Linked DNA regions of Mus musculus: all the other regions are linked to region 6. Evidence: chromatin contacts called from public ChIA-PET, HiChIP or PLAC-seq, Micro-C and promoter capture Hi-C data. All regions are on one chromosome and are shown on one strand. Each heading gives the region's core, a stretch centred on a gene start, on an enhancer-like site or on the middle of the called end of the contact. The rest is flanking DNA. Distances are from core to core; before and after follow the strand shown. Region 1 has its middle 23 kb from the start of 4930463O16Rik. Region 2 holds the start of Nuak1 (NUAK family, SNF1-like kinase, 1). Region 3 holds the start of E230014E18Rik (a long non-coding RNA gene). Region 4 overlaps Txnrd1 (thioredoxin reductase 1). Region 5 overlaps Chst11 (carbohydrate sulfotransferase 11). Region 6 holds the start of Washc4 (WASH complex subunit 4). Region 7 has its middle 17 kb from the start of 1700028I16Rik.

The links. Promoter capture Hi-C pulls out the DNA fragments that hold promoters and counts their contacts. Hi-C and Micro-C count contacts between places; a contact is called where the count stands out from the background. ChIA-PET counts read pairs in DNA pulled down with a chosen protein or histone mark. HiChIP or PLAC-seq counts read pairs in DNA pulled down with a chosen protein or histone mark.
Region 1: a promoter capture Hi-C map of the 3T3-L1 cell line shows a contact between it and region 6, with 3 times the contacts expected there. The contact joins the enhancer-like site here to the promoter of Washc4 in region 6. A contact is called at or near these places in 12 of 39 promoter capture datasets (the 3T3-L1 cell line, 3T3-L1-derived adipocytes, the C10 cell line and 7 more), 1 of 484 Hi-C or Micro-C datasets (muscle stem cells), 2 of 115 datasets of contacts at active chromatin or transcription factors (the NIH/3T3 cell line and microglia) and 1 of 9 other capture datasets (embryonic stem cells).
Region 2: a contact with region 6 is called in a Micro-C map of embryonic stem cells, with 6 times the contacts expected there. The contact joins the promoter of Nuak1 here to the promoter of Washc4 in region 6. A contact is called at or near these places in 11 of 39 promoter capture datasets (the 3T3-L1 cell line, 3T3-L1-derived adipocytes, the C10 cell line and 7 more), 3 of 484 Hi-C or Micro-C datasets (embryonic stem cells, muscle stem cells and uterus) and 4 of 115 datasets of contacts at active chromatin or transcription factors (the NIH/3T3 cell line, astrocytes, embryonic stem cells and 1 more).
Region 3: a contact with region 6 is called in an H3K27ac HiChIP or PLAC-seq map of embryonic stem cells, with 2.8 times the contacts expected there. The contact joins the promoter of E230014E18Rik here to the promoter of Washc4 in region 6. A contact is called at or near these places in 7 of 39 promoter capture datasets (the 3T3-L1 cell line, embryonic stem cells, hippocampal neurons and 3 more), 1 of 115 datasets of contacts at active chromatin or transcription factors (embryonic stem cells) and 2 of 9 other capture datasets (adipose tissue and liver).
Region 4: an RNA polymerase II ChIA-PET map of memory CD8 T cells shows a contact between it and region 6, with 39 read pairs. The contact joins the enhancer-like site here to the promoter of Washc4 in region 6. A contact is called at or near these places in 13 of 39 promoter capture datasets (3T3-L1-derived adipocytes, the C10 cell line, the HPC-7 cell line and 8 more), 3 of 484 Hi-C or Micro-C datasets (bone marrow-derived macrophages and embryonic stem cells) and 12 of 115 datasets of contacts at active chromatin or transcription factors (the 230-238 cell line, astrocytes, embryonic forebrain and 7 more).
Region 5: a contact with region 6 is called in a promoter capture Hi-C map of neutrophils, with 2.9 times the contacts expected there. The contact joins the enhancer-like site here to the promoter of Washc4 in region 6. A contact is called at or near these places in 7 of 39 promoter capture datasets (the 3T3-L1 cell line, the HPC-7 cell line, HPC-7-derived erythroid cells and 4 more), 1 of 484 Hi-C or Micro-C datasets (cortical neurons), 1 of 115 datasets of contacts at active chromatin or transcription factors (bone marrow-derived macrophages) and 2 of 9 other capture datasets (embryonic stem cells and macrophages).
Region 7: an H3K4me3 HiChIP or PLAC-seq map of pro-B cells shows a contact between it and region 6, with 4 times the contacts expected there. The contact joins the enhancer-like site here to the promoter of Washc4 in region 6. A contact is called at or near these places in 11 of 39 promoter capture datasets (the 3T3-L1 cell line, the C10 cell line, the HPC-7 cell line and 6 more), 1 of 15 datasets of contacts at CTCF or cohesin (large pre-B cells), 4 of 484 Hi-C or Micro-C datasets (Th1 cells, muscle stem cells, nephron progenitors and 1 more), 7 of 115 datasets of contacts at active chromatin or transcription factors (the NIH/3T3 cell line, astrocytes, embryonic forebrain and 4 more) and 1 of 9 other capture datasets (embryonic stem cells).

Annotation. Positions count from the first base shown.
Region 1 is chr10:84,464,235-84,467,202 of GRCm38.p6, reverse strand. No RefSeq gene overlaps it. Among named protein-coding and RNA genes, the nearest start is that of 4930463O16Rik, 23 kb to the left of the region's middle. Within about 2 kb of position 1,517, at least 11 of the 459 cell types and tissues checked have an H3K27ac peak or open chromatin away from gene starts, as enhancers often do. A contact at or near this core is called in the NIH/3T3 cell line, where this site is marked.
Region 2 is chr10:84,439,390-84,442,214 of GRCm38.p6, reverse strand. It overlaps Nuak1 (NUAK family, SNF1-like kinase, 1), which reads left to right and starts at 1,547. Exons shown (of 7, transcript NM_001004363.2): 1 at 1,547-2,100. The coding sequence starts at 1,858.
Region 3 is chr10:84,516,290-84,519,156 of GRCm38.p6, reverse strand. E230014E18Rik (a long non-coding RNA gene) reads right to left here and starts at 1,454. Exons shown (of 2, transcript XR_003948929.1): 1 at 1,068-1,454. It overlaps Gm34405 (a long non-coding RNA gene), which reads left to right and starts at 1,495. Exons shown (of 4, transcript XR_380642.4): 1 at 1,495-2,841.
Region 4 is chr10:82,885,719-82,888,910 of GRCm38.p6, reverse strand. Txnrd1 (thioredoxin reductase 1) reads right to left here. Exons shown (of 15, transcript NM_001042513.1): 13 at 1,643-1,738. Among named protein-coding and RNA genes, the nearest start is that of Eid3, 21 kb to the right of the region's middle. Within about 2 kb of position 1,395, at least 30 of the 459 cell types and tissues checked have an H3K27ac peak or open chromatin away from gene starts, as enhancers often do. A contact at or near this core is called in memory CD8 T cells, where this site is marked.
Region 5 is chr10:83,002,311-83,005,364 of GRCm38.p6, reverse strand. All of the region lies in intron 1 of Chst11 (carbohydrate sulfotransferase 11), which reads right to left. Among named protein-coding and RNA genes, the nearest start is that of Chst11, 18 kb to the right of the region's middle. Within about 2 kb of position 1,289, at least 146 of the 459 cell types and tissues checked have an H3K27ac peak or open chromatin away from gene starts, as enhancers often do. A contact at or near this core is called in the HPC-7 cell line, bone marrow-derived macrophages and neutrophils, where this site is marked.
Region 6 is chr10:83,542,450-83,545,605 of GRCm38.p6, reverse strand. Washc4 (WASH complex subunit 4) reads right to left here and starts at 1,665. Exons shown (of 33, transcript NM_001033375.2): 1 at 1,504-1,665. The coding sequence starts at 1,564.
Region 7 is chr10:82,794,051-82,796,931 of GRCm38.p6, reverse strand. It overlaps a transcript of Hcfc2 not described here. Among named protein-coding and RNA genes, the nearest start is that of 1700028I16Rik, 17 kb to the left of the region's middle. Within about 2 kb of position 1,416, at least 227 of the 459 cell types and tissues checked have an H3K27ac peak or open chromatin away from gene starts, as enhancers often do. A contact at or near this core is called in the NIH/3T3 cell line, Th1 cells, astrocytes and 7 more, where this site is marked.

The DNA of each region.
Region 1 (2,968 bases), core at 268-2,767, 920 kb before region 6:
CTCTGTAGAGTTGTTGGCTGCATCCATTGCATTTTTTTTTTTAACCAGGGTTGGAGAGAGGATGGAAAGGTTGGTTACCTGATTTCACAGTTGAGCAACAGGGTCCTCCCTTTGGTGTGGCTAGGTTTTGGTCAATGGACCGACTCCCCAGTCATTGCTGTTGAGATGAGAAAATGGCCTGGATGATTTTACTCAGATGTGCACCTGTAAGTCAAAGTCAGACTCTTCTTACCAGAGTTAGGGTGAGAGCCTGGGCCCTGACAAGCCAGGCTCTGCCACCTTCCATCCACAGTCCAATTGAAGACACAATCACTCAGGAGAAGTAGGAAAGGAGACTGTATTCAATGCAGCCACATTGGGAAGAGGAACAAAGAAGTCCAGTGCACCCTGGCGAGCCCATCCTGAGTGACCTGAAAGACGTTCATGTTTAAGCAGAGGGCAAGAGGTCTGCACAGCTATGCAGACCTGGCATATGGTCTTACCCATCACTATTGCTCAGGCCTCAGTCTGGCCTACAAGGTAGCCTGACAGATGTCAGGACTGTACAAAATATCTTTCCGGGAGACAAGTTCTTTCTAGGGCTGGCACCAGGCTCCCTTCCTGTCTTTTCCTTTACCCATCAGAGAAGTCCTGGAAAATTCCAATTTGATGGAATCTATTGCTTCACTGATCTGATAGCTAAAGGGAGTGGCAAAGGTGTCACCCTAGAATCTCTTCATTCTTGTCAGGATGGCCCCCATCAGCAGACTGCCCAAACCCAGGGGAATGAATGCATTCCTCCATGAAAACTCTACTTTGAGGTGTCCCTCTAGAATCTTCTGGGAAAAAAGTAGCATTTTTGGGAGTGTAGCTGACCTCTATGGACAGCTGGTGGTTCTGGAGGACTGGCATTCCTGGAGGGGCATCTGTCCCTCTTGTCAGATGATCTTGGTCTGGTCTTTACTTAGCTTGGGAAGTCTGGGTAGTCCAGACTAGCCTCAAGCCTTCCTCTGACTCCCCTTATAGATGAAAGAGTGAACTGAGGGTGAGGGGACTGGACAAGAGCCATCTCCTAGAGCAGAGATGCTAGAGGGTAAGCGCCCAGGCATGGGGCCTTCTTTCTCATATGGCCATTTCTGGGGCATAGAAGATACCAAAGGCATGGTACTGCTGTGTTGGCCAGTCAAGGAGGGTCTTTGCAAAGAGAGGTGGGAGTGGGCCTCTATTTCTTAGGTAGATCCAAGGAAATGGAGTACTGCAGCCCCTAACTGTGTCCTTAACTGCCTTCTCAATAACAGATCAGCATGTATTAAAACAAGAACATTAGGACAAAATCAAGCTCATGACTAACACACACACACACACACACACACACACACACACACACACACACACACACACTACAAAAATCCCCCAAGAAATTAAAACAACATTCCTGGATCCTGGAATCTTGCCTACAGCTAACCGCTGTAACTTCTGGGCACGTGTCCTCCCAATAGTTGGCATCTGTGTGCATGCATAGGATCTGACAAAAATAACCCTCTTTCTTGTGTAACGTGGGAGCCTCTTGAGAGCACGGGCAGGGTAGGTCCAAATAAAGAGGAGGGATGACTGGTATTGTGAAGGTTAAGGGTCAAACAAGAAGTGGCCTTACAACTAACAATAAAGAATTCAATCTCCTGAGGGGGTGCTAGGAGAAACCTGAGAGGATGTGGTTAAAGGGTAGAATACAGGGCTATGGAAGGACCCAGAGACTACAGGCAAGAGGCCATTCCTACCCTCTGCTCCTGCTACAACTGCTACAGCTCCCTATTGCTGCACCCAACTGGAAGCTAGAGGACATCAGAGCCCAGGACAGAAGAGACAACCCACAGGGATCAACCTCTGGGGCAAGAGAAAGGCTAGAGAATGGATCAGGGCAGAGAGTGGCACGTGACAAGTCTTTTTCTCCTGGGAGAAAGGAGTGAGTTTAGAGTCAGAGGGGACCATTGGGATAGCAAGACTGTTCTGCAAGGACGTGAAACTCAGAAAAGAGAAAACCCATTCTAGTCCATTTTATCTATGCATCTATGTATGCATGTATATATGCATGTATGTATGTATTCATCCATCTGTCTTCTATATATCCATTTATCTACATTTCTATCTATCTACTATCTATCTATCTATCTATCTATCTATCTATCTATCTATCTATCTATCTATGAAGCATGATTTATCATGTTATCTGTTTTTAAATCCTAGAAGACAATCAGAAGCACTGTAGATTAGCAGTTCTGTGCAGGTACAGAGCCAGATCAGGAGGGTCTGAGCTGAGGGCTAAGGGGGGTCACTGTGCAAGCCTGAACTGGCTATTTACTTCCAAGGCTCAGTTTTCTCATGTCACAATGAGACTGGCTGTGCTTAGGAGACCTAGATGAGTAAATAACATTAGAACATTGCCTGAAACATAGCAGAAAGCTACAGCAACAAGTCGTCTTAAGTAGACTGCTGAATACTGAGGCAATATTTTTCTGGTAGGAAAAAACCCACTTTCTGTGTGTGTGTGTGCGTGTGTGTGTGTGTGTGTGTGTGTGTGTGTGTGCGCGCGCGCGTGTCTATTTGTCCTCTGCTTCTCATGTTGGCTTCTCCCAGGTTAGATTCAGAAAGTAGCCCTCCAGAGAGGTTTTTCTTTTGGCAGGAGATGGGGGTCCTTTTTCCAGGTCAGCCTTTGGAAAGAAAATTTTCCAGGAAAGGAAGGAGCAATGCTCTCAGAGATGCTAAGAATTCACCAGACCCCGGCAGGCAGAAGGAGCTGTTTACCTTGTCTAGATCCAGAAATGAGAGAAAGGGGAGGGAGATAGAGAGAGGGGAAGGGGTGGGGAAAGGAGACAGGACAGAGAAAGGGGGGAAGAGATCACCAAGGGGAGTATTGTATTGGACACACAAAGATCAGCCGCTTGGGCTAAGTATTCACTAACTTTCTCTCCTTTGGCTCCCTTCCCAGAGA
Region 2 (2,825 bases), core at 298-2,797, 900 kb before region 6:
TGGGGCATGGTCTTTGCGTTTTTTTGTCTTATGTGAGTGCTTTTAAGGTAGGCAGGGACCGGCCGAGGGTTTCAGGCATCAGTAAGATAAGTAAATAAAGTTTGGAGATAAGACCATTATCAAGTCCAGAACTGAGCGGAGGAGTGAGGGCCGACAATGGGTGTGTTTCAGGCCATGACTCTGACAACAGGGGTGGGGGCGAGGGGCGTCTCGAGAAGACAGGCTGTTGCTAGAGTCCAGTGTAAGGTGAGAAGTAGACAAGAGTGAAGTCAGAAGGAATTTGGAGGGCGGGAGGAACCTGAGGGCTGCAGAAGGAAGTGCCAGTACTTGGAGACTACACCAGATGCTCTTCCTGGTCGGTCTTCCCACCCTAGTGTGGAACAATGTAATTTATGTGAAATTACTTTAAAAAATTTCTCAAGATACCTTTAATTTTTTCATGTCTTATTTTTCCTCCCTTCATCTCAGGAGAACCAGGGCAGCCTTGCTGGGAGGCCTTCCTGCCTGACCTTCACCTGGTGGGGTGAGATCTGGCCGTTTTAGTCAAAGGAAAATTCCCATCGCCTGAGGGGGTCAAGAGGCCTGCAAGTGGCCTCTGGCTTGGACAAGGAACTGCTCAGCAGGCCAAGGCCTAGGCTTATCTCAGAGCCTTGGTTTGTCGGAAAGGGGTCTTTCCAATGGCGCTGGGCAGCTCAGGGGACCCAGCTCCATCCAGGCCCCCACTTCCCTCCTCTTAGGTGTTGGTCCCTGTTGGACTCCCGAACTTTACCGGGAGATCGGAGCCCTGGAGAAGGGCCGGGTTCCTCCTTCGAGCCTCCCTTCGTTCCTGACTCCGCCTTTCTCCCTGAGAGAGCCGGGGTTCCGAAGCATCCCTCTCGGGGACTTTCCAGGCTCCGCGGTTGCTCCAGGAGGGCCCTGCCCTGACCGTGCCGGAGCTGGGGGCCTGCAGGGCCTCGGCGGCTGGAGGGGACTGTGACTCACCGCCGGTAACCCAACACCGCTGGGCCTCCTTTCAACCCAGCCTCCCCCTGCTCCAGCGAGCCTGGCGGCCTCCGCCACACCATAACAAACATGAAGAAGGGTGGCCCAGGAGGCTACAGCCCCGGGCCACAGAGCGTGAGCCTGGCTCTGTGCGTTGTCGCCTCTGCGGCCTCGGGGACCTGCGACCTTTATCCGAGGCCGATCGGCCCAAGCTAGCTGCGGACGGCCCGCAGTAGTTCCGGAGGGTGAGTGCGGGACGCTCGGGGAGGGGACAAGAGCACTGACGATCCCCAACCCCTCCACCTCGACCCACCCGGGACCTTGCGTCCCCACCCGGCGAGGACAAAGCAGCCGGGCCGCCGCCCCGGCCTGCGCCGCGCCGCACAAAGAGTGAACAACGACACGCACCCCGCCCCCTCCCTGCTCGGTGGCCCGGCGCGGAGGTGGGGACACCCGGGCGCCCGCCCCGCGTTCCCCTCTCGCCCCGCCCCGTCTGCGCGTCCTCCCGGCGCGGGGGCGGGGGGCGCGGCGCCCCACATAACACTCCTCTCCAGCGCGCGGAGCCACCCTCTCCCCTCCTTCTCGCCAACACCACCGCCTCCCCTGACATCGCTGCCACCTCGCCGGACGCTCCGCAGATTGCCGCGGCTGGCCAGGGGGCGGTGCGCCGAGCGTGCGCGCCCGGGACGCCAGATGTGCAGTCGCCGCCGCCGCCGCCGCTAGTGCCCCAGCGGCAGCCAGAGCCAGGTCGGGTCGTCTCAGCAATGCTGCTGCGGGGGCGACCTTGAACGCACCCCGGTTTCCCTCGGTGGGGACCACCCCGAGCCCCTGTGCCGGGACCTGCCCTCTCCAACTCGGCTCGCCCTGCGCTTGGTCATGGAAGGGGCGGCAGTGTCCGCGGCAGGGGATGGCCCTGCTGTAGAGACCGGCTTGCCGGGCTCTCCGCTGGAGGCGGTGGCCGGGGCGACTGCAGCCCCAGTGGAGCCCAGGAAGCCGCACGGGGTGAAGCGACATCACCACAAACACAACTTGAAGCATCGCTATGAGCTGCAAGAGACCCTGGGCAAAGGTACCTACGGCAAAGTCAAGAGAGCCACCGAGAGGTTTTCAGGCCGAGTGGTGAGTAAGGGAAATTCCTGGAGGGGTTCGAGCTGGTTCCCTGGTGGCCCAAGATGGGGGCGGGGAGACGGTCTGGGGGCACCACGCCACCGGGGCTCCCTTCTCTAGAAAGGTTTCAGCAGAAGCCCCCAGTCAGACTCCTCACTTTCCTTTCAGCACCCCGTGACTCAGGTGTATATCTCCGAAAACACTTGTTACATCTTGTCTGCACATATTTTGGGGGCTTCTCTCACCCCACCTTTTTTATTTTTTTATTTTTTACCCCAGCTAGCAAAGTAGTGTTTAGGATTCACATTTTGCAGCTTTGAGAACATGGGGTCTTCCCCAAAGACACACCTTCAGACCTTGTCCGGGAGTTCCTTATTTGTACAAACTCCAAAAAGACCTACATTATCAGCCATGAAGCTGGGCTCGAAAGTGTGGTGTCCTGTAGTTGCTCAGGACCCCCGCTTCTTTCCCATCTACCTGCAGTCCCACTTCTCCTTTCCACTGGGATGCTTGCTTACCCTGATGCTGCTCTTGCTGCAAAAGACAGACTCCTCCTGTCTATCAAACCTAAAAGCTTCTACTGAATGTCTGAGGTTTCTTGACAGCTTGCATTCCCGCCTCTGGCAAGCATGACATGTCCCTGGCAGGGGTGGCCATTCAGTCCCAGAGTTGATTTGCAGCAGGCTCGCTTGCCTTACCAGGTCCTGGCTTCAGGACTACTTAAATTGTTCAAGGGG
Region 3 (2,867 bases), core at 205-2,704, 970 kb before region 6:
TTTTTTTTGGTATCTGTGATTGTTTCATTGGATATAGTTTCTAAGAGATGTAATGTTTGGTTTTTTAATATATAAAATCCCCTGCTTGGGAGCTGCAAAATACACTCAGATTCAAACTGCCTCTATGTTTCTGTTTGTCACTGCCAAACTCTTACCCACCTAGCTTTGAGGACCCTCATTCCAGGGACCCCATACCCAAATGGGGTGGTCCATGGCAGGTGGTACCATTCCTGGCCTGGTAGCCCTGGGTTCTATAAGAAAGCAGGTTGACCTGGAACTCACTCTGTAGACCAGGCTGGCCTCGAACTCAGAAATCCACCTGCCTCTGCCTCCCAAGTGCTGGGATTAAAGGCATGCGCCACCACTGCCCAGCCAAGACTACACAGAGAAACCCTGTCTCAAAAAAGAAAAAGAAAAAGAAAAAGAAAAAGAAAAGAAAGAAAGGAAGAAAAAAAGAAAAGAAAGCAGGCTGAGCAAGCCATACAGAGCAAGCCAGTAAGCAGGACCCCTCCACGGCCCCTGCATCAGCTCCTGCCTCCAGGTTCCTGCCCTGTCTGAGTTCCTGCCCTCACTGCTTTTGACGATGTACAGTTGATACAGAACTGTGATTGAAATAAATCCTTTTCTTCCCATTTGCTTTTTGACCGTGGTGTTTTATCATAGCAATGCTCACCCTAACTAGGACACTCTCCCTTTCCACATCACGGGGGATAAAGCCTTAACACACCACCACCCTCTCTTCCCAGCCTCCTCTTTACCCCCATAACTGGGGATCGGAGGCTAATCACCAGCAGCCTGGTTCATGGCTCATGATACTGCGGAACACCACTCTGCTGCACATGAAGGAGACAGACAGCAAGACAGATGGAGTCCTGCCTTCACTGTAATCCTGGTCCAGTGGGGAAACAGGAAATGGCCGGAAGAAATGAAGACAGGTGTTTGTGCCTCACTGCCCTTCCTGTCTCTGGCTTGTCTTTGGGGACTCCCCCATAGATCACAAGCACAGCCTTTCCCAAGTGTCTGTCTGTCTGTCTGTGTCCCCTTCCCACTATATCTTCCATGCCTACCTCTGGCTGGCTCCTGCCATCAGCTCCTGGGGATCTCATGAGGCTGTTTTCCTCTGTTATGACATCTCCAGCATCTTCCTCCTTTCCTAATCAGACTGCTCCATCTCTGAACCTGAACCCTAAGCCGACTTGAATGCTCCACCCAGGACCCCACCCTCCAGGCTGCTGGTCGGAAAGCCTCTTCCCTCTGTGCTACAATGGCTTGCATGACTGCTTTCTTGCTGGATGGCACCCTCCGTGTTTGGGTCTTTCATCTCTGTATCTGCAGAGAAGTTACCATGCTTGGTTCTAGGAGGCGTACCAAGTAACTAACACTTCCTGAGTACTGAGTATGCACAGTCATTCTTCTAAAGGCTTTATGACAGCCACACAGGGAGGCACTATGTTTAGCAACCCACCCTGCCCCACCCTGCCCCGTTTCTTGATAGGTGAAGGCTCCAAGGAGGCTAAGTACTTTGTTCAGAACATTTCCTGGTCATAGTAAGTGGTGAACCAAGTCCCCCCCTCCCAATGATGTGCTATAAAAATGGAAGACTGAAAGCAAAACTCTATTCACCTATGTATTTTTCAGTTAGTGAGTACATCAGTGTCTAACTGTGCTGTGCTAAGCAAAGAACACTTGTATTTACTTAGAGCTCTATAAGAAAGCAGGCTGAGCTTACTTGGAGCTCTACGTGTGTGTGTGTGTCTGTGTGCATCTGACACATGTCCAGGCCTTCAGAGGTCCGAATAAGGTGTCAGATTCCCTGGAATTGGAGCTGTGGATAGTTGTGACCTGTCCAACATAGGTGCTGGCAATGGAACCTGGGTCCTCTGCAAGAGCAGCAAGTGTTCCTAACAGCCGAGCAGCCGAGCCATCTCTCCAGCCCTTAATTAACTCCATGACCCTTTTTGTATGTGAGGGAAATTTCCCAGTTAAAGGGTGTGTGATTGTGTGTGTGTGTGATTGTGTGTGTGTGTGTGTGTGTGTGTGTGTGTGTGGTGTTGCAGGATCTTACTATGCAGCCTCAGGCTGGTCTTGAACTAACAGTATTCTCCTGCCTCAGACTGGTCCTGGGATCAAAGGAGCATATCAAGACAGTTGGCCCTATGGTCACTTTTTGTAAGGAGAAGAAACACAGGGAGAAAACTCACGCATCAGACATACGATAGTGTAAATCAGAAAGCCCATGATAACCGACTCACCACCAGTCCCTGTGGGCCTGTAATCACGATCAATCAACGTGAATAATTCTGATAGGGACAGACCATGCAACAAACAGGCCTTGCATAGTAAAGATTAAAGGGGCTCAAATTAAACCTTCGTCTTTTTTTTTTCCCCAGATGGGGAGACAGCCTCAGAGAGAGGAAGTTGTTCACCCAAACTGCTCAGACCAACTGGTTCAGGAGACAAGACAGGGCCTTGTTCCTCCTCCCTGGTTACTTGTCTTGGCCCCGTGCCAGCCTAAGTAACGATTGGAAGCGCCGGGCAGCAAGTGAAGGATCAGAGCTGCTGCAAAAGGTGTGGCACTTCCTCTAGGCTGTGCCAGGCGAGCGTGTTGGTTCCTGACACCCTGAGCAAGGCCGATTGGGCAATGGGCCTGTGGTGAGGGCAGAGCCACCTGTGCTGGGGTACTTGGTCATGTTCTGTGGAAAGTGATGGTTGCACACTGGGTGCAGCTTCCCCTGTCTTAGGCCATGTGCTCGCATGGAGTCAGTCTTAGAAACACCGATATTTAGAAAGTTCCAACCTCTCATTTTCTTAATTGGCTCTCATGGGGAGAGGAGTTCCGAGGTAGAATTATAAGGTCAGGATGGAGG
Region 4 (3,192 bases), core at 146-2,645, 660 kb after region 6:
AGCAATTATCAGTGGTCACAGAGGCGCCCCCTCAGCACAGATTAAACGAGATTCTCAACAGTGCGGGAGCAAGTGTTCCAGACCAGAGCTGCTGTGAACCGTATCTGCACTGCTGATCTCTTACAGGCTGGTGTTCACTGACCCGAGCAGGGAGCAGGAAGTACTTCCATGTGTGTGAGTGTGATTTACACGTAGACCACTGAGCTCTGTTTAAAACCAAGGACACTCGGTCACTGTGAAGTCAGATGATACTTGGCTACATCATGCTTTAATAAAGCTATGTCCAAAGAGATAGAGAGAGTGATACGCCATTGATCCTTATGTCAGTGCACAGTTCACGAGGGGTTACCCTGATCGATTCATTCACCGAACATCTGCCTCAGTGATAACTTTACACCTAAGGCAGTGTCCTGAAACCTTCTGGGTTCTAAAAAAAATCTTTCTCATCTAAAACAATTTTTAAACAAAGTATGTCATTACAGACAAACCCTGAGATTGTTTTAATAATCTAACCAAGTTCTTTGTGTGTTTGATGTAAGGCTTTGGCTTTATTCATATTTTCCCTGAAGGGATTTTTAAGGTCAATATGCTGAATACATTGAAAAAATTCAGTTTCTGGTACAATATTGAATGAGAATATGGGGCTGGAGAGATGGCTCAGAGGTTAAGAGTACTGACTGCTTCCAAAGGTCCTGAGTTCAAATCCTAGCAACCACATGGTGGCTCACAACCACCCAAATGAAATCTGACGCCCTCTTCTGGTGCATCTTTGGGCTGGAGCAAGCAGGGACTGAGCAAGCGGGCAGACCAGAGCGAACAGAGGTCCTAAATTCAATTCCCAACAGCCACGTGAAGGCTCACAACCATCTGTACAGCTACAGTGCACTCATATACATTAAATAAATAAATAAATAAATAAATAAATAAATAAATAAATAAATAAATCTTGAAAGAAAGAAAGAGAGAGAGAGAAGGAGGGAGGGAGGGAGGGAGGGAAGGAGGGAGGGAGGGAGGGAGGGAGGGAAGGAAGGAAGAAAGAAAGAGAGAGAGAGAGAGAGAGAGAGAGAGAGAGAGAGAGAGCGAAAGAAAGAAAGAAAGAAGAAAGAGTATGTGTGTATGGACACGTGTTCTGGAATATAATATAAAATGTATTTCTTACTGTGTGGCAACAGTCAAGTAAGTTTGAAAACTGCTAAGGTAGTCCATCTCTCTCACTATGGGTCTGGAATACCTGGGAGGCAGGAGTTTGCCCTCGGGCTTGGTCACTAGTGTAGCAGTGGGTACATCTCAATCTGGAGCCCAGCCAAGTCTGAGCTCTTCCCACCAGCGCAGAGGATCAAAGCAGAGCATCCGGGGTTGGGTTTGCTTGTGGTTTTTTAAAAGGTAGCTGAGGACTTCATGACTCTCCACTCATCAACACAGAGAAGCTTCAAGTGTCCCCTGACTTCCTTTACCTACGTGTGTTCTGCCTGCCTGCAGCGGGGCCCCGGACCAGGAAAGATGAACAGGCAAGGCAGCAGGCAGGAGAGCCCAGACCCTTGCCTAAGATGCTGCCCCTGGTGCTGTGGACACCAATGGCTGGAATCCTAACATTCATGGTCAAAAGCTACACATCTCCACAAAGACCCGTCGCCGCACTTACATCGTCTTTAAGGTTGCAGATTATTTTTGCATAACATTTGTTGTTATCCCGGGATGGGACTGTCCATTCCAATGGCCAAAAGAAACTATGGTAAACCTGGAAGACACAAGCACAGGTCAGACTTGTTTCCTTATGTGGGATGTTGCCCAGCAGTAGGTGTGGAGGTACTTCAATAATTAGCGCTGCTGATAAAGTTCACAGAATAAACTGACTTCATCAAAAGACAAATAACTTGGAACTTTGTTGTCAAGACCCCTTTGACTAATCTTAGTTCAACATGATTAGTAAACCTTAAGTAATATAACAAAATGACCAAGAAAATCAAGAAAGAAGCCACAAAATTACTGTCTTACATAAGACAACAAGCGGGCGGTGGTGGTGCACGCCTTTAACTCCAGCACTTGGGATTAAAGCGGAAGCAGGTGGATCTGAGTTTGAGGCCAGCCTGGTCTACACAGGGAGTTCTAAGATAGCCAGAGCGACAGAATAGACATATTAATGTTTCAGAACAAGAAAAAGAAAAGAAACAAAAAATACAAAGTGACCTCCTGGTTAGTGTAGGTCAGTGTTTCTCACCCTGTGGGTTGCCTTTGGGGGCTGACTCTTAGATGTCCTCTATATCAGACAGTTACATTATGATTTCTAACAGTAGCAAAATTACAGTTATGAAGTAAAACTGAAATAATTTTATGGGGGTGGGGGAGTCACGACAACATGACGAACTGAACTGAAGGGTCATAGCTTTAGGAAGGCTGAGAGTCACTGGCTCAGAGGAATGAGAGCTGTACATAGCAGGGGCAGCTCTAACAACCAGCTAGCTGGTGCTTCTTCCTGCTTCCAGAAAGTTCCTCCAGGAACCTTACCAGACAGCACAGGAGGAGGGAGAGAGGTGCAGGGGAGCCAGAAGACAGGGGCTCTGTTTGATGTGTCTTGGGCATGACAAGCAAGACTATTTCCTCCTCTGGGGACCCACATCAGTGCTCTGATACAAAAGTCTAACGCATGTAAAATTACTTAGGGAAAGACCAAGGAAAGCCTTCCAAATGGCTACACTACAGACAGCATCTGTGAGTAGTTGATTCCTGCTTCTTTAATTGGGTTTTTCAAAATGTCTCACTTTTGTAAGGAAAGTAGCAAAGCAAAGTAAGAAAATTCAGTCTTTCTGTATGAACACGACTTGCTTACTAATAACCTTAAGATAAAAATACTTACCAAAAAAACTTGGAGAGGTAACATTTGTGCAGGTCTGTTTGTCCCACAAGGATATCAAAGAAGACTACTATTATATGTATAACATAATATAGGGCACTATTACCACTCTCTGCCTTATTCCCCTGAACCTGGAGCACACCACTCTTTGGTGACACTAGCAGCCAGCAAAGGGCCAGCACTCTCCCTGTGCGTACTCCCTGCCCGTCTCTCCCACGGATACACCCAGACCCCACGTTCTATGTGAGTGCTGGGGGGATCTGAGCTCAAGTCCTCCTACCTGCACTGAAGCGCTCTTACATCATCCAGCTGCTAAATACTTCTGATAGACAATCTAGCCT
Region 5 (3,054 bases), core at 40-2,539, 540 kb after region 6:
CCCACTGGCTTTCCTGGGGGGGGGGGTCCTGAGGACTCTGATAATTTCTGTCAGAGGAGCCAAGCCTGTGCTCCCCCCACATGTTTAACTGCTAGCTGAGCCCAGTCCCTGGGCCAGACTCACAGATAACCAAAGTCAACCGACCACATCCTCTGCAACAGGAAACCTAATAACTGGCTATTTTGGCCCCATTCTCATTTCCTCTCAGTCGCTTCTACCACAGCTGCTGGACAGTCAGTGTCACAGCAGAGAAGATCCAGGAGAGCTGGAGGGAGCACCTCAGAGCTGGGGACATTAAAGGGCCTAGAGGACCTGTGGGTCCTTGAAGGGTATCTGTATGGGTGGGCAGAGACTGTGGGCAAGAGGGGTGACCTTGTGGTGAGGTCCTGGAGTGGCGTGCATGAGTGTTGCTTTAACACCCAGGAGTGAAGTCCTCTCACAATTTCAAAGGAGTAACTTGAAAGTCAAAATGTATCAAATGTTTATCCTGTCTGTTTTTAAAGTTTGTTTTGTAATTGTTCAAGAGGCTGATTAGGTTACAATACGTTAAGCCTTGCCTTGTAGGCATAGCTACAGAGCACACACAGGGAAAGCCCTATCGCATCTGGGGGGGGGGGGGTTGGATTTTGTTTTGTTTCTCTCTTCTCCTCTCCTCCTACCTCCCACCCACACTTCCCTTTTAGAAGGTCTGTTCCCCTGATCTGACTTCATCATCAACACAGGGCTTCTGGGAAAGGATCCAAGGCCAGGGCACTGATAACCATCTCTCTTCTAAGAGTGACACATGCCTTGTAGAGGCGCCTGGCCCTCATCAGAAGCAGCCCCCACACCCGGGCTTCTTCCATCAACAGCTGAGAACCACGGGTACATCATCATCTTGGTCGGCTGAGACAACATCTCACCCGCCAACCGCCTGCCAACCGGAGGCGTGCTCCTTGTCTCACTTGGTAGGCTGCTAACAAGATGCCTTGCCTTGGGTGGCTTGCAAAAAACCTGACATTCACTGCTCGGCTCTGGAGGCTGGGAAGTCCAAGATGGAATCACGGAAGATACAGGACTCAGTGGAGGCACCCGGGGTCTCACGATGTCCTCTTGAGAGGCAATCGTCAGTCATGGGACTGCCCTGTACAGAGGCTCTAAGTGCACATCATCAGTTGTCTACGTCCCAACATCCAACCTCCTAATGCTGTCTGCTTGGGGACAGGCTTCAGGTATGAACCCTGGGAGGATAGCACTCCCTGACAGACACCCCCTGCTCTCCCCCCCATTACAGGAAGTGCTCCTCACAGACACTAACCGTACACAGAACAGCGTTCTCAACAGGGCACCTGTAGCCACAGTACAGTATGCTTCCATCACTCATAAGCTGGGTTACCTGCCATTAACTGAGTCTACGTAAAGATAAGGATGAGGACAGAACACTTCAGCAGCTACTGGGAAGACTAACTTAGAACAGATGAAAGGGTGATGGGTAAGCCAGCACATCCATCTCAGCCCTGAGGACAATCTACAACTAGAGAAGTGGCCGTGTCACCAAAGCTTGTCACCAACACCCGAGCTTCCCTTTCCTTCAAAGCCTGTGGGAAAAGTGCTCCCTGGTGACAACTGTCTCCTCAACTGTCTGATAAACCCTCCTGGGCTCCGTCATTCAAACACATGTCAACAACATTTACTACAAGCCTGTGGCCGGCCGGCAGCAGAAGAGCCAGTCTGGACCCTCCTGAGACCTGTTATCTTGTGTGGACGGACCTGGACACTAGCCGGATCATCCTAGCTAGGACACAGTCACACGCTCTGATGGGAATATGAATGTACACAGCATTCTAAAAAACAACTGGATCCTTCTACCAGGAGCCTTGGGATGTTTACAGTGTCTCGGAGTCTGAATACATCTTTCAAAGAAGTCTTTAGAGCCAGGCGGTGGTGACTCTAAGTCCCCTTTGATCCAGCACCTTCTAGGCAGAGGCAGATGGATCTCTGCAAGTTCAAGGCCTATGGAGTGACTTCCTGGACCACCAGAAGTACACAGAGAAGCCCTGTCTTGAAAAAACAAAACAAACACAAAACCCATACACATAAAACAAAAGACAGAAAAACAACTTGTTTTCAGAACTGTCCAACGAGAAAGCAGAATTCCATTAAAATGCATCCACGTGACAGGATAGTCTATTTTCCAAGAGAACTGAGTTTCAGTGCTTAGTGGTAAAACCAAGACATACCATAATACTGGGTTCAATTCTCAGCACCCGTATGGCAGCTTACAACTGTCTGTAACTCCAAGATCTTGACACCTTCACGCAGATATACATGCAGGCAAAACACCAAGGTGATTAAAATTTAAAAAATTATTTTTAAATGACATTTTTAGAAGTGAATTCTCTTTCAAAAGTCTCTTTTATACATTTGAGTTCATTTCATAATCAGAAATCTGAGCATGTGCTCACACACACATGCACATACATGTGCACACACACACACACACACACACACGCATGCACACACCACACACTTGAATGTGCCCACACATACCAAATGCTTTATTGAGGCGCTGTCGAGTAGACAAGAGGGTTGGCGGTAGACAAGGAGCCTACCAAGGGTGGTGCTACCAATCCATCAGATCAATTTTACTCCAAGCCCATGGACTCCATTAAGACAAGAGGTCTTCTATGCATTGTTCTTGATGCTTACTTTGCATTCAAGAGGTCCCTGGCACAGTATAAATCATTCAATAAAATCCTGTTAGCGGAAGGAGGGAGTCCACTCAAGCCTTCCTTCCTCTGAGGTGTTCTCTGACCTGTCCTAAAATAATAACTCCTTCTTCTCATTCCTTAACCTTATCATGGAGGACTGCTGCTACCAATCTCAGGTCTGTAGTCACTCGCTAATTGCAGGCTCTCTGCATGCAGGGACCAACTCTCATTGCGACAGGTCTCTCCTGCCTGATAAATGTCTGGTGGAGAAACACTTGCATGCTGGCTGGGTGGGGTGGGCTGGTGTCAGTCTTTCGGTACGACATGAACGGCAAGTATTTGCTGTGATTATGACTGGGTCGCA
Region 6 (3,156 bases), core at 416-2,915:
TCTTACCTACTGCTAACAACCCCGTGTTAATGTCTTACTCTATTACATGGGAAATGACCAAAGCATCCTTTGACCAGCAAATGGGTTCTTAAAGACTGTACTTGAAAGACATGCTAAGAGATCACCTGGTTAGACCTGGGTAAACGACAGCAACACTAAATTCCTTGCCAGTAAGATAACAAGTAGCTATGAACTCATAAAAGTTCTTAAAGTACAAGAAGAGACTAAGAACCAGTGGCCCTCTGTGCATAACATACTCCCCCTCCCAACAAACTGCATTTCTTGTAGTTTTCCTACTACTTTTTAAAGTTAGTAAACAACATTATGAGTTTCACCATGGCATTTTCATACATACATGGTTTTTATATTGTGTCCTCACCCACGTCCTGTTTCCACTCCTTTCCCCAGTCCTGAGCATCTAAAAAACTGATTATGTCTAAATAACTGATCATTCATTCCACTTAAAGCTGAAACCCAGTATACCTTCATTCCAACTTTGGTTAGATTAAACTAAAGTAGGGACCTCAGCGCACAATGGGGGGGGGGGGGGGGAGGAGAAGGGGTGGTTACTATCCTTCCATCTAGATTTTTCTTTATGCTGACTAAGACCAATATCTTAAGATCTGCCCAGCACCCTGAACATAGTTCAACTAGATGTAAAGGCAAAACACAGTTACATAGGAATCTGTACATGGTCTAGTATCTCTGTAAAATAATTCATAATGCAGCTGTACTTTATTTTTAAAGGCATTCCTACTTTTGGGAAAGGTATGCATTTAAAAATTTCTTGGGCAACTCGCCCCAATATATCTTCTATCACACAGAAAAAACAAACAAACAAACAAACAAACAAATCAACCTCCAGAGTGTCTCTAATTAGTTTGGGTTGTCCATTTATGCTGAAACAAACTATGAGGCTTTTGGGGTTGGAAGTGATTTTAAACATAAACTTGGACTTGACGTCATGAGGCAACTGCGAAGCAGATCTGATTTTTTAAAAAGTTAAAATAGATTTAAAAACCTTTTCAGCTATTTAAAAATCAATAAAGGGCCGAGAAGGAATAAGATATTCCTATGTTGGTTGATTTTTTTTTTAAGGCCAGAAAGAGCTGTTTTTAGCTGTCTCTGTGGTTCTAAGAACGTGAATCCAAACTTCAAAAGTTGGCTTGAGAAGCAAAGAAAAACAGGAAACCGAAACGGGAACCCAGACTCTTCTAGAACTGAAGGCTGAGCATCTGGGGCAAACCCTGGGACGGGATGGACAACCCGGGAGGATGGCCTCGCGCGGGGCTCCCCAGCGATGGCACCGCTGGCCCGTCACCGATTCCGGGAGGGACGCAGGGTGCGAGTGCACGGCCAGACGCGACCACACGGTCACGCAGAGCGCCCCAGTCCCACCCAGCGGGAGGGTCCCGAGAGGGCGGCTGCGCAGCGCGGCGCCGCACCGCGCCGCCCTCCGTCCGCAGCGCCGCCCGGCCCGCCTCGCCCGATGCCGGGGCTTACTCTGAGAGCCGTCGTCCACGCGGTCGAAGTCCCAGTCGGGCGACAGAGTGTCCACGGCCATCGCCGCGGAACCTCCCACAGACACAGCCCCGAGCAGCCACAGCCGCGACGCGGGCCTCACCCCAGCCGCTGTCACGGCACGTGACTTCCGGCTTCGGCCCCGCCCCCGCACGCCAGAGCCAGTGGACTCTCGGCCCTGCGGACCGCGGGAGCCGCTGGGAAAGCGAGTCGACCGCCTGCTCCCGGCGCGGCCGCCATAGTGATGGCTGCCGTTGGCATCCTGCATCCTTTCCTGGTCTCGCTGCCGTTCACGACTGTTCTCAGGGCACATTCCGTTCCTCGAGGCTCTTTTTTTTTTATATCCTAGGGGATTACTCCCTCAGTCTAACCTGGAAAGAATGGAAATAACCGGGTGGGGCCCAACGCAAGACCCGGTCCTTCACCTGGACACTGCCCGAGCCCTTGGACCAAGATGCCTGTCTCACCAGCTCCCTTTCTGTCTTTACCCTCGCGATTCCTTGATCCCCTTGCACTTCCTGTGCAGATTATTTGTTGAGAAAAGACCTGTGTGTGTAAAAAAGTAATGACTTTAAGAACGCCACCAAGCAATCTCACTACTGGGTTTGCTTTACATAGATCACTATTCTTTCTTTCCTTGCTTTTAAGAAGGTGGGGTGGGAACTGTGTTACCCTGAGTTCTACATCTATCCTAACGTTTACACAAAACGCTTTCTATCAGGGCAGTTTTTAGTATGTACTTCTACGAAGCAGTCTAAATAGCATCAAAAAAAAAATCATAATGTAAAATTTAAGACATCCATACTCTGAACTCCTAGAAAGCTACAAAATGAAATAGGTCTCAAATGGCATTAAAGAAAAAAAAGAAAAAAAAAAAAAGGAGAGGAGTCGATTTTAGAACAATGCATATTTGCTGTAACATCTACAATCGACGTAAACGTTTATTTATGCTCATGTGTTTGCAAATGCATAGGAAGAATTCAAATCTCATTAAAGAAGACTGGATTACTTGAAAACGGGTAGGTGCTCATTAATACAAAGTGGCTCTTAAATTTTTCTTGTGTCTATTAGCTGAGTCTTTTTCAAGCAGAGTTTTAAAGTTATTTGCATTATATAAAGTACCACAAATCAATATAGAATGTTCTCTTGAAGAGCATGTTCTGAGATGCTAAGGTTTGGGCTTGGTTTTATTTTGAGACAAGATCTCATTATCGTAGCTGAGAGTCCCTGCTGCTCCTGGGCCTGTGACAAGGCTATGGAGGGAAACCTCTACAGATCTGAGCCACAAATGAACATCTTTACTTTGTAAAGTGCTTTCCTAAGTGCTGGGAATACAGGCATGTGTCACCATGCCTGGCATTGCAAAGAAATTAGAAAATGCTTTTTTTTTCTAACAAAAGTGTTTGTTACAGTGACAGCTGACAAACACATGTGGACTTAGTGTGTCTCTGGCTTCAGGGTGGCCTATTGGAATTTTCAGTTTCTGTAGCATGCAGTTCTGGCAGCCTTCTTTAGGTTCCATATGGTAGCTGTTGGCAGCTTCGGGCCCACATTATCACAAGACTAAATCTAGCCCACGAGAGAAAAAGAGCACGCTGAACTGATAACTCGAACAAAAGTCCCAGAATCAAGTCT
Region 7 (2,881 bases), core at 167-2,666, 750 kb after region 6:
AATCTTTTAGCCATGGGCTCGTCAGAAAAGACCAACTCAGCCATTGCACAGGGGCTCTTCTGGTACCGATAGGCATTTCAGCCTAGTTCTAACTATCCTGTCATTGTTGGGGTAGCCTTAAAGAGGACAGAAACGAGAAATTCCTTTCTTGCAGTCAGGCGTGTTTACCGGCTCAGATAAAGAGCAGAGACTCCGGCATTTTCCCCTTTTTGTAAGGGAGGATAATTGCAGGCAGCTGTAGGACCAGATACTACGTAACCATTTCCTCCAGGTGGCTGCTGCTTTTCTCTTTCCCTGCTTTGTTTTTATTTCGACTTTATTTCCTCTCTCCGAAACAGAGCAGGCCATCAAGCAGTTTTTTATTCTTTAAATTTTTATTTTCAAACATGATTGCTTTGCCTGTGTGTGCCTGTGCGGCACATGTGCTCGAAGAAGCCAGATCAGGATGTTGGTGTCTGGTCCGTGGGTGTAAGCTACTATGTGGGTGCTGGGAGCCAAACCTGGGTCCCCTGGATGTCGGTACTCATAACCAGCAAGTCATTGCATTAGTTCCTTTGTCAAGGATTTTAATAGAAATTTGAACAACCAGAAGTAGATGCTTTCTCCCACCCTACCCCGTTCTTTCTCACTCTTCTTTTCCTTCTTTTTTCCTCCTCCTCCTCCTCCTCCTCCTCCTCCTGTTTTTAAAGTAAGGGGCTCACATAGCCAAGTCTGTCTCGACTGTGTATATAGCTAAAGATGACCCTGAATAGGTCCATTTGCCTCCACCTCTCAAGTACCGCAATTACACACAAGCTCACATACACCCCTCTCCATGTTACATAGCGCCAGAAACTGAACCCCAGCCCAGTTGGATCATTCCACTCCCCGAGCTACACCCCCAGCCCCTGAGCACAATTTCTAGTCGAGTCTGAAGAAGGGAAATAGCCAGATGAAGGAGGAGAGGCATGCAGATGCCTCAACACCAGAACCATGCCTGGGCGAGTGATGAGAAAGAAGCCAGGAGGAACCTGGGAGGGGTGGGGGTGGGGCAGATTACAAAACACGGTCGGCTTTCCGTCAAACTGTTTTGAGTTTGATTTTATCTCTGGGTTTGGGGAGCAGGGGAGTATTTAATCTCTAGAATTGAATAATTCAAACAATTTATTGATGATATCTCTGACAGTTGGCAGGAAGGTAGGATGGGATGGGGCAGGAACGCTGGCAAGGAGCCCAGTTCTTTGGCCGGGTGGGACTTGGGACTGAAGCCCTGTAGCAGAAGGGGTGGCATTCCGGAGCTCAGGTAGCATCCATGGGATCTGCAAACAGTTCCTGGGGGGGAAGACAGAGACAAGAATGTGAAGCAAGGAGCTACTGCCCTCCCCTGGCAGGTTCTGGGCAGATTGAGTCATGCGTTAAGCAGTGCACACTGGTTCCCAGAACCGAGCCTGCTGCCTGGAAGCAACGTCAGGAGTTTCCTGCGGCTGGCTCTCCGCACAGCTTTGTCTTTGGCTCCGGTTAAGTGCTGTGCTGGAAACTGGAGTGGGGAAACTGGCATTCTTCCTCTCCCCATGGTACTGTCTACGACAGACAAACAACATATGGAAGCTTGAGATGTCCAAACAAGGCTGCGGGTGTAGCTCAGTGGACAGGGGGCTCACCCAGCCTGTTGGAAGCCCTGAGTGGGGTCCCCAGTGCTACACGTGCTGGACATGATGACGCAGGCTTGTGATCACAGCACTTGAGGCAGAGGCAGGCATTCTGGGCTTGATGACAAGAAGCAGAGAACCTCCTGGAACAGGAGTGTGGGCGGAGCATGCAAGATGAGACCCAGTTCTGAATGAGACTTTCCTGTCGCTTTGTACGTGAGGAAGAGACACTGTCTAGCCTCTCCTTTCTCCCGTGCTGTGACTAGCCATCTCTTAGTGGAGCTTTTGAAGTGATGAGAAAGTAGTGATTTCTGAACGAAGATGACTGCTGAGCATGATATTGTCTCAAAGGGGAAAAAAGGTCAAGGGCTGGAATGATGGCTTAGCAATGCTCCTGCACAGGGTCTGGGTCCAGTTCCCAGCACCGACATGGCAACCCATAACTGTCCGTAACTCCCACTGCAGGTGTAAGGAAACCAGTGTCCTCTTCTGGCCACATGTGGTACACATACATACATGCAGGCAAAAACACTCCTGCACATAAAAATAAATAAATCTTTGGAAAAAAGAGATTACATATGAATAAAATTAAACTGATAATTTCCAAACGCATCACGTCTTAAAATCAAATTCCGAATCCTTCCAAAGAACAAAGTAGTTGAGAGCAGTTAACAGCGATAATCTGGCTGAGAAAAAAAAATTGTCCTCATTTTCTTTGATGAACTGATAGAAAGTAACAGAATGTCTAAATCCAGCACTCAGCAACAGAGGTGTGCGGACAGACGCAGGTGGATCTCTGTGAGTTCTGGCCAGCCCCATCTATATAATCAGCTCTAGGACAGCCAGGGAGACATAGAGAGACCTTGTCTCAAAAATAAATAAGTGAATACACAAACAAACAAACAATTGTGCTTTCCAGTCCCTTAAAACAAAAACAGTTCCTGAAAAAAATAGTATTAACTACTCCCTAAGCCCAACCACACATTCCAGAATCGTCATAGCCAGGAGATAGTCTGTTCCCCCAAGAATAAGAGTAACACACATCTCTTTAGTGATTTCTGGTTTTTTTTTTTTTTTACTTGAGAATCACATTCCACTTTTTAATAAAGCATTGAGGCTGTGAGTTGATCTGCCTATAAGCACAGGTTATAAATAATAGAGTGGAATATCATACCTAGCTGAAAGAATAATTATTGTTGTATCAATAGTACACTCTTAACCCAAACTATATAGAAATACATGGGTTCAAAGGC